Linked DNA regions of Ovis aries: region 1 is linked to region 2. The links are chromatin contacts, called in public Hi-C maps. All regions are on one chromosome and are shown on one strand. The core of a region is the stretch at or near the end of the contact, and the rest is flanking DNA. Distances in the headings are between cores, read along the strand shown. Region 1 holds the start of ATP13A3 (ATPase 13A3). Region 2 overlaps TMEM44 (transmembrane protein 44).

What was found. A called contact is a pair of places that touch in the nucleus more often than the background predicts.
Region 1: a Hi-C map of liver shows a contact between it and region 2, with 2.2 times the contacts expected there. The contact joins the promoter of ATP13A3 here to the enhancer-like site in region 2. A contact is called at or near these places in 11 of 16 Hi-C or Micro-C datasets (blood, hypothalamus, liver and 6 more).

The regions. Positions count from the first base shown.
Region 1 is chr1:193,871,419-193,875,757 of ARS-UI_Ramb_v3.0, reverse strand. ATP13A3 (ATPase 13A3) reads right to left here and starts at 2,621. Exons shown (of 31, transcript XM_060404475.1): 1 at 2,125-2,621; 2 at 962-1,005. It overlaps LOC106990874 (a long non-coding RNA gene), which reads left to right and starts at 2,743. Exons shown (of 7, transcript XR_009597985.1): 1 at 2,743-2,813.
Region 2 is chr1:193,782,064-193,786,736 of ARS-UI_Ramb_v3.0, reverse strand. TMEM44 (transmembrane protein 44) reads right to left here. Exons shown (of 11, transcript XR_009597977.1): 10 at 1,899-2,078; 11 at 1-1,751. Among named protein-coding and RNA genes, the nearest start is that of TMEM44, 47 kb to the right of the region's middle. Within about 2 kb of position 2,861, at least 7 of the 54 cell types and tissues checked have an H3K27ac peak or open chromatin away from gene starts, as enhancers often do. A contact at or near this core is called in liver, where this site is marked.

The DNA.
Region 1 (4,339 bases), core at 1,372-3,871, 89 kb before region 2:
TCTTTCCTTTACATATGCTCTCAGCTAGTCCTCAAAACTCTGTGATGTAAGTACTAGTATTCTCCTTTGTTCATAAAAAAAGAAAGAAAAAGAAGAACAGAGAAGTTAAGCAAAATAACAGATAATTTTAATAACCAGAGCTACTCCAAATAAAGCTTCCAAGACAAAGAACTCAGCCCTCTTACTACATAATTTGAACATGGAGTCAAAGTAACGACTGTCAACTTTATTTTCAAAAGAGACTGCTACTTAATATTTTTATTACAACTGCACTACTTAGGATTTAAAGCAACCAAGATCAACATTTTTCCTACTCAATTCTCTGATCAAAAACAGGCTTTGTTGTTCTAATGTTCAAAAATCTCACTTAGCTGTCTCACCCTCACCTGATCTAATGGTGGGTAATGCAAAAACAAGGACAGTAGCAAAAGTACTTGCGTGACAGTGATTAATAATAGGCCTGCTATTTCAAGCAACTGCCTTGAAAAGGGGTTGCTAAACCATAATGGGATGCTCACAAACTTTTACTTTGGCAACTATAGCCTATTCTGCAAAGCAACAAACCTAAGAATACCACATATATTCCAGTGAAACAAAATTAATAAACGAGTGCTGAATTCTAAGCAAAGGCAGCATTTTTAACTAGGTAATCACCCTTCAAAAGACAATCAAATCAGATTAGCAGCAGTCTTCAGAAAACTGTTCATTTTGCAATAATCTTAAACATCCCTGCATTTCTCAAAGATTTAAAAAAATTCTAACTTCCTGACTCAGAGATCCAAAATAGCCATTACATACACAAATGTTCTACTCATTTAGTTTGGAATCATGTGCAGGAAACCTAGGTTTCTGTTTCTAGGTTTACAACTCCATGCCCATTCGTTTTCCACTAATATAACCACTAAGTATAGCTCTAAAACACTGATGATTAAAAGTAGTTAATTATGTGAGTGATTCATACCTCCTATGTCCAGACACCAAGATCCAAGGATGTTTCTGTCAGATCTATGGGAAAAGGAATAATAAACACCTGTTACAAAAGCTTTCCAAATTCGGAAGCTCCGAATTTTTGTCAGTCCCCAATCACTGGTGGTGCTGGAGAAGACTCTTGAAAATCCCTTGGACAACAAGGAGATCAAACCAGTCAATCATAAAAGAAATCAACCCTGAATACTCATTGGCAAGGGCCGATGCCGAAAAAGCTCCAATAGTTTGATCACCTGACGCGAAGAGCCGACTCACTGGGAAAGATCCTGACGCTGGGATAGAAGGCAGAAGAAGAGGGCGACAGAGGATGAGATGGTTGGAAGGCATCACCCATTCAATGGACATGAATTTGGGCAAACTCCGAGATAGTGAGGGACACGCAGGCCTGGAGTGCCGCAGTCCAGGGGGTCGCAAAGAGTCGGACACGACTAGGTGACTAAACAACAAAATCAGATTCCCTCGGCTCCCCACGGCCGCAAAAGAAAAAGAAAAAACCCAGGTCACACATCCACCAAAACCTAACTTTTCCGAAGACGTGGGGAGAAGGAGAAGCTATAGAGAGAGCGGTCACGGAAGTACTGGAGGAAAGGGCCCTAGGTGTTTCCAGAGCCGAAGTGAGAGGCCTTTGGCAAGTTGTTAAGTCACTTTTCCTCTCTGGGCCTCACTCGGCTTAATGCGGTGACTGGCAAAGCTACTACTCCGTGATTCCTCAGTAAGCACCCAAGCAAACCCATCAAGCTCCCTGCCAATACCGCTACCTTCGATCTCACCATCTCCAGGACTTTCTAAAAACGCTGGACCACCTCACCATCTCACTCCCAAACCCCAACGCACTTGCCTCCCCAACTAGCGGCGTGTCCATCCAGGCCTTCACACCCACAACGTGGAGCCCTTCTTCTCGCCGCACCTGTCCCAGACAATCAGCAGTCTTAGCGCTCCCCTCCTCACCCCACACACACCTTCCCCGAAAAATGATGCCCAATTTCGGCCCGAGGAGGCCGACCCCGAGCTCACCTGGTGCCCGCCACCCCCAACAATACCACTCACCTCTTCCAACCTCCCACATCACCACCACCACCCGCTCCACGCTCCGTTCACCCTGCCCTCCGCCGTCACGGGGAAGCTGGAGCCACTCACCTGGCGCCCCCGCGCCGTCTCCCGGGCGGCCTCCCGTCCGGAGCTGCCAAAGGGCCGTGTGGGGCCGGGGCCGGGCTCGCCGCTGTAGCCGCCGCCGCCGCTTCACCTCAGCCCAGCCCCATCGCCCTCAGCCGGCGCCGGCGGCCGCGGGTCGCTCGAGCTCGAGGAGCCGCCGCCGCCGCGCGCTGCGGCTCCGGGTGAGGGGAGTGAGGCGCCGCGGCGGGGCCCGGGCCGAGCCGGGCGCTGGGGCGTCCGCGCTCTCCTCCTCTGCGCCCGCGGCGGCTGCGTGCAGCCGGAGCAGGGCGAGAACAAGGGCGGGCGACAGAGGGAGGTAGGCAGGGGAGGGGGGCGTTCTGCACTCCGAAACTGCCTCTCGCCGCCAGCGACGAAGCGAACCCCCCTCCCCTCAGCGGTGGCGCCTGGATCACGCTGCGGGGAGAGCCAGCGGGCGGACAGGAGAGCGCGCGCGCTGCTAGCTCGGGACTCCCGCGCCGGATGTGAGGTCACGTGCTTGCCTCATCCAGCGCGGAGGGCGGAGGGGCGCAGAGGGTACGCCGGGAGGGGCGGGCCCGGAGTGGGCGGGGGCGATGACCAGGCCCCGCCCACATCTTCCCCTTTAGCCCCCCTTCCCGAGGCTGGAGCAGAAAAGAAAGAGGGAGGAAGAGCGCTGCAGAGGAGCTGTCTGTTGGGTAGGTGTTTCTAACGCAGGACAGCATTTTTTTTTGGCGGGAGGAGGTGATATTTGCCATCTTGGCCGCCGTGCAAACACCAGATTACAGTCCAAATCCTCATTTTATGAACAGGGAAACCGAGTTGTATTGAGGGGCCTAGCCTGACTTGCCCAGAGTCAAGGTCACAGAGGTAGCTTGTACAAGAATGATGGAGAGAAGGTCAGATCCTGGCTCGGCTCGCAGTTCCTTAACATTACACTCCCCCTTGCAGAAACCAAAAACTATAGATCGCATTTAACAACCGACTCAGCGGTGCCCAGCCTTGGGAGGAGGATTGGAAGGCGTTCCCAAGAGAAAGCTCCCACGCTCCCACTACATCTCCAGCGGTAGGGATTTTCTTCCGACAGCGCTGGATGCAAGTTAAATACTTCCCCTAGCAAAAGATTTATCTCGGGGCACAGAGATGAACAAATCTTCCGGCCGGGTGAACAAATAGCGAGTTCGGTTTTCGCGGTGTCCCTTGGGCGACTCGCACAAGGAGCGCACTCAGCCACCTGCTGCCTCGGGCTCCGGCCATCTTTTCGCCCTGAGACTCCCGCCCGCGCCCTTTAGGCCCCGCCATCACTGTTAGTGTCATTCACCTCGCGGCCAACAGAACTCCCATCTGAAGGGGCGGGAGTAAGGAAGAGACTCCCGACCTCTGGTGTACCGGCCTTGGGAGCTTTCAGGCTCTGGTTCCTGGCACATGATACTACAAGTCAGAGGTTGCTACCCTTGATCCACAACACGCGGTGACACCTCATCTGACACAGCACATACCCGTAGCATCGATGTCGCCTAACCGGGAGCCAAGAACACACTGCTCCTGGGCACCTACGTCACATGGAGCGGGACAGTTTACGCGTACTTTCTCGTACCGCGTGGTGTGGGCGGACATTGTACCCAGATGGATCTATAGCCCTGTCTCCAGCCCATGGGGTCAGTCTCACCGTCTGTTTCCTCCCTCAAATGAGTAAATGAGAGAAGGAGTGTGGTATTTGTTGGGCAAAGTATAAGAAGCTGTCTTGGTGGGGTTGAGCCCATAAAGCTTCCTTCCTCACCTCTCATTGCTTCTTGGATCCTTGCTGTTTTCTCTTGGTCTTTAAACAAACTTAGCTCCTAAAAACAAAACTATGGTGCCCAACCTTCACTCCAAGTGCCCTCTCCAGTTAGCTTCCAAGGGCTCCTCTCCCTCTCATGACCTCTTAAAACAGTGGTCTCTCTGCTGTCTCCACTTCCTTATTTCTTGACACTGGGCATTCCAGCTTCCCCTCTTCTCCCCAACACACACCCTTCCTCACCCTCCTTGGGTAAGAGAACCCCTGACTCTCCCAAATCTTAGTGGCATTCTGCAGGCATTCTCTTTCTGGGTCTCTCTGCTACATTTGACAATTCAGATGACTCCCACCTTCTGGAATCTCAACATTCTCTTGGTTTGCAGAAGAGTATATTCTTCCAGTTCTAACATCTCAGTAAATAAGGCCTCTGCCTCCTTGGGTGGCATA
Region 2 (4,673 bases), core at 1,612-4,111:
AAAAGTTGCAAGAATGATATGATGCACATGCTTATACTATTCACCTGGATTCATCAGTTGACCCCATTCCATCACGTTTGTTTTAGCTTTCATATATAGCTGAACAATACATACTTCTTTTTGTCTGACCATTTCAAAGTGGCCAAATTATGATGCTTCTCTCCTAAATAGCTGGCATGTCTATCTGAAGAATAGGGGGTTCTCCTACACAACCATAATACTATTATCACTCCCAAGCAAATGAAATAATAATGTTAGCTAATATGCAGCACACACTCCAATGTCCTCGATCTTGGTAATGTGAACTTCATATCTTGGTTAAGGTGATATCCTCACATCACCCCCACAGTAATATGCAGATTTCATCATTGTACAGGAATCTATTTCCACTTGTAATTAATAAAGTAATTAGCAGGGTGTGATGAAATAAAATCTATCTTTTAAGACAGGACAAGAAAACTTAAACATAAAATCCTCTCTCTGCATCCAGTTGCAACTCCTCCCTCTCCTTAATGGGCAGTGAGTATCTGCAATACACATACACCAGAACTTCTCAGTGATAGGAGTGCCTCTTAACTGTAAAGTTCACTTTTACCCTTGTTTCCAACACTAGTCATGTAAATTCCTTGAAGATTAGCACTTTTTCCCAATTCTGTAGTGGGTCGTGCTGACTTTAAGCCCACTTTGCACACGTTTACCTGGACTACATAACCTTGGTGAACTTTATGTAAAACATTAGTATGTCATTTTGATGTATTTACTGTCCTTTGTCTTAAGAATGACTTCTGGGTGGGATGATTTGGGAGAATGGCATTGTAACAGGTATACTATCATGTAAGAATCGAATCGCCAGTCTACGTCCGACGCAGGATACAGCATGCTTGGGGCTGGTGCACGGTGATGACCCAGGGAGATGTTATGGGGAGGGAGGTGGGAGGGGGGTTCAAGTTTGGGATTAAACTTCTTGAAAATAAAACAAATAAAAATAAAAAAAAAAGAATGACTTCTAACAGAATAGCTCTCAGAGCTTTCTGAGAATGTTTCCTGGGTTATAATCTTCAGTTTGGTTCAAATAAAATTCCCTTTTTTTCTTCTTAGGTTGATAGTTAACTAAATTTTCATACACAAGAGGTACTTTGTGACCCTGTGAATATCTTCTCATGAATTCTTAGCAATTATTGAGGTCCTTACCTGTCAAATATTATTATGATGGATCACTTTGTTTTAACCCCCCAAAAATGCTCATTATGAAAAAGGTATAAAATACTGAAAAGTATAATGAAAATATAATTTCTACATCCACACAGAGAGCAAAATGAAAATACATGCACAATACATGGTTACTTATAAGCTTCCCCTCTTCTAATGTTTACATGAATGTTATTTGGGGGAGCATATAGGTATTCATAACTTTCTTCAGTAATTCAGATCTGTTCCTCTGTGGTCTTCTAGGTCTAATACCCAAATAGCATTTGTTCATGAAAGTATAATGTTTAATCTTTCCAAACAAGTGGGGTTTTGAGGCTTTATCACTTTTGCACCTGTTCTAAATACATTTATGAAAACATCTCACACAAATAGAAAGGCTTTAAAAGTAATTTCCTTAGGGCAACGTTCTCAAAGGATCACTTGAGGAGCTTGTTAAAGATTCCCAGACCCTGGGACTTCCCTGGTGGTCCAGTGGTTAAGACTCTGTACCTCCATGCAGGGGCTCCATGTCTGGTAGAACTAAGATCCTGCATACCTCAGTGCTGCAAACAAGCAAACAAAAACAAATGAACAAAAAACAAGCCCCCAAAGATTCCCAGGCCCTGTCCAGACCTAGGACATCAGTAGGGTGGAGCCTAAGAGCCTATTATTTGAACAGATACCACACACACCAGAGCTTTAGGACATACATATTCCATAGTGCACTTGCTGGTCAGAAGGAAAGGCCTATGGTACAGCTCTTCTCACACATGGTCAGGCTGTCCTTGGGTAAGACAGTGGCAGCTGCAGTGTAGGAGAGCCCTTTTTCCGGTTGTGGGTTTAGAAAATCTCTGAGACTTGCACTGGTGATGCTCCAAGTACTAGGACACCTGCAGCAGAGATAAAAGGATGGTCAAGGTCAAGTCCAGAGCAGAGACAGGCCTAGCTAGGCTGCTCTGAGAGCAGATGCGACCTGTTGTGGGCAGGACTTAGAAGCTGGAAGCTAGATCAGGAAAAACAGCAAGAGGAAAGGGCCCTGGCACGAAGGATTCCACAGCAACATGCAGGATGTAAAGACAGTTTTGACAAACAGTTCTCAACACACCGTGGTGTCTCATTAGCTTGTACTTACTGGAAGTTGGAGAGAATCTAGCCAAGAAAAACAAAACAAAAACAGTATAATCTTGGAAACTTACGGCTGGAAAGCACGTTTGAAATCAAACCTAAAGGAGAAAACTGCTAGAACAAACAAAGCAGTCTTAAAAAAAAAAAAAAAAAAGAGTGGGTCGGCGGACCACTGCGGGCAGAGGGGAGGAGGAGGGCACTGATGTTTTCCTTTACAAGCTTTTTGTTACAATCTGATTCTCTTTTTTAAAACCGTGTACCTGCTCTATTAAAAAAAAAAAAACCTAAAACGTATTTTAAATATATTTAAAAACAGAGTCTGCTCTGCAGTACACCCTAAAGGATGCTGAACGATCTCAAATACTTTGAGAAGGGTGATCTAGTGATTACCCCGTTACAAAACAAGCAGTGTGAAATGCATCCCAGGAGCCGTCCTCTGCAGTTCCCCCGAGGCCCGGGCGCGGGGGCGGTGAGGTAGGGAAGCGCACGCAGCGGGGACTGAGGGGCCGGCACGTGCAGGATTCGCGACTCGCGTGAGGCGGTGGCTGCACAGTGCGCACGCGCCGAACCGCACAGGCCCCTCTCTTCCCGGAAGTCGGCGGGCGGTGGTTTGAATGGATCGCAGGCTGCCGCCGTTTGGCAGAATCCCAGAGGGAAAGGTGGCAAGTAGCAGCTGGGATTCTCTTCTCATGGTGCCCCTAGGGGCCTCCCTCTCCGTCACAACTTGTAGAGGCCACTTGCTGCCCCACTAAGGCAGTGTGGAGGGTGAGAATGGGGCGAGCGCCCCTGACCCAGGATAGGGACTTAGCCCTGCTGCAATCACATAAGAAAAGCTTTTCTTTTTCTTAATGATTGATACAGAGTTGTTTTTCTGTCACTGTGGAAAATATTATTCATATCTCATACTTAAGACTTTTCAGTATTGGAAGGAAACTGCAGACATTTTTAATGTCATATGCTGTGATCTCTTATTACAGCAAAACTTGGGACTCCTCATAAGGGGGATTTTATCGTAAACGGATAGTAAAATCCAAACAGAGAGAAGTGCACATTATATAATGAAACCTATTCTTAAAGTGCATCTAAAATTTCTCTTGATAGTGCCTCTTTCTTGAGAGTTTACGAGCATGTTAGTCTTCTGTAGGAAAGAATCACTGGCATGTTCATAAAAGGGAAAAAGGCACAGAGATTCGCCCTTTCATTTTACAGACGAGGAGACTGTAACCAGAAAGGGAAATGACTTGACAAGGATCTCACTGAAGCAGACCTAAGAACTGGAGCCCAGCCATGCTTCTTGCCTCTCCTGGCTCTGGGGGAGCTCATACCCCATTGTAACAATAACATGTGATACATCTCTTCATCATACTGAAGTACTGGGGGAGATAAGGGGATTGGTTCTTCAGGGTCTAGACAGATTTTAAGAAAATTTTACTGATACAGTTCTCCCTAAATCACAGATTTCTTTCTTGGGAGGTTAAAATGGGTGAATTTTTTTTTTTTTTTTTTTTTTTAGTAGCTTAAGCAGGGGTCGGATAACCACCACTTAATCACTTATTGGAGTTGTTGTCAGGCTCTTCACGCCTCTGAAGTTTCTTCCATCTGACGGTGTGATTCTTTGGTTACCAGCTGGCTTTCCGGACATATGTGGCCAGGAATTATAGGGAGGAAGGAAACTAATCCTTCTTCAATGTCTACTTTGAGTCACCTAGTGTTAGTAGTGTTATGCATTCCATATATATTACTTACTCTTCACAACATGCTTTCTAGATAGCTGTTATTCTCAGTCTACCCCAAGAGTTCACCAAGTTTAAGTAACAGGCTCCAAGCCATGCAGATAATAGGCAGCACAACTACTATTACACCATCTCTTATGCTCAGATGAATGGGCAGGAGAGGAGGATTACACAATTGGCTCCCAGCTTCTCCCTAGTGTAGGTAACCTCGTTGCACTGCTATGTGTAACTCTTCAGGGCAATTAACTCCCATTATCATCCTGGTCTGACTGACAGTTAGGGATGGCGTTGCAACAGAGGCCCAGGGCAAGAATCCTCTTACTAGGAGGAAGGCATTTTGTCTGGCACTTCTTCACAAAGGCTCCAGAGTTACAGAGCTTCGAATAACAGGCAGGTTCTCATTAAACAATGAGGCCAAGCTTTGCTTCCAAAATTCTCAGTTTAAAGGTTCATTCTGGATGAAGAGACTTGAGAGTCTGTTTTGAGACAAGCTCGGACAATGATAATAAGAAATGGTTTGTGAAGAAAGAGGCTGGGACAATGGGATCTAAAGAGATGGTCAACATCTACAGCTGAAGCAATTTGTGCTGGTCAAAGCCAGCAAGATCACTTGATGTTCTTGAATGA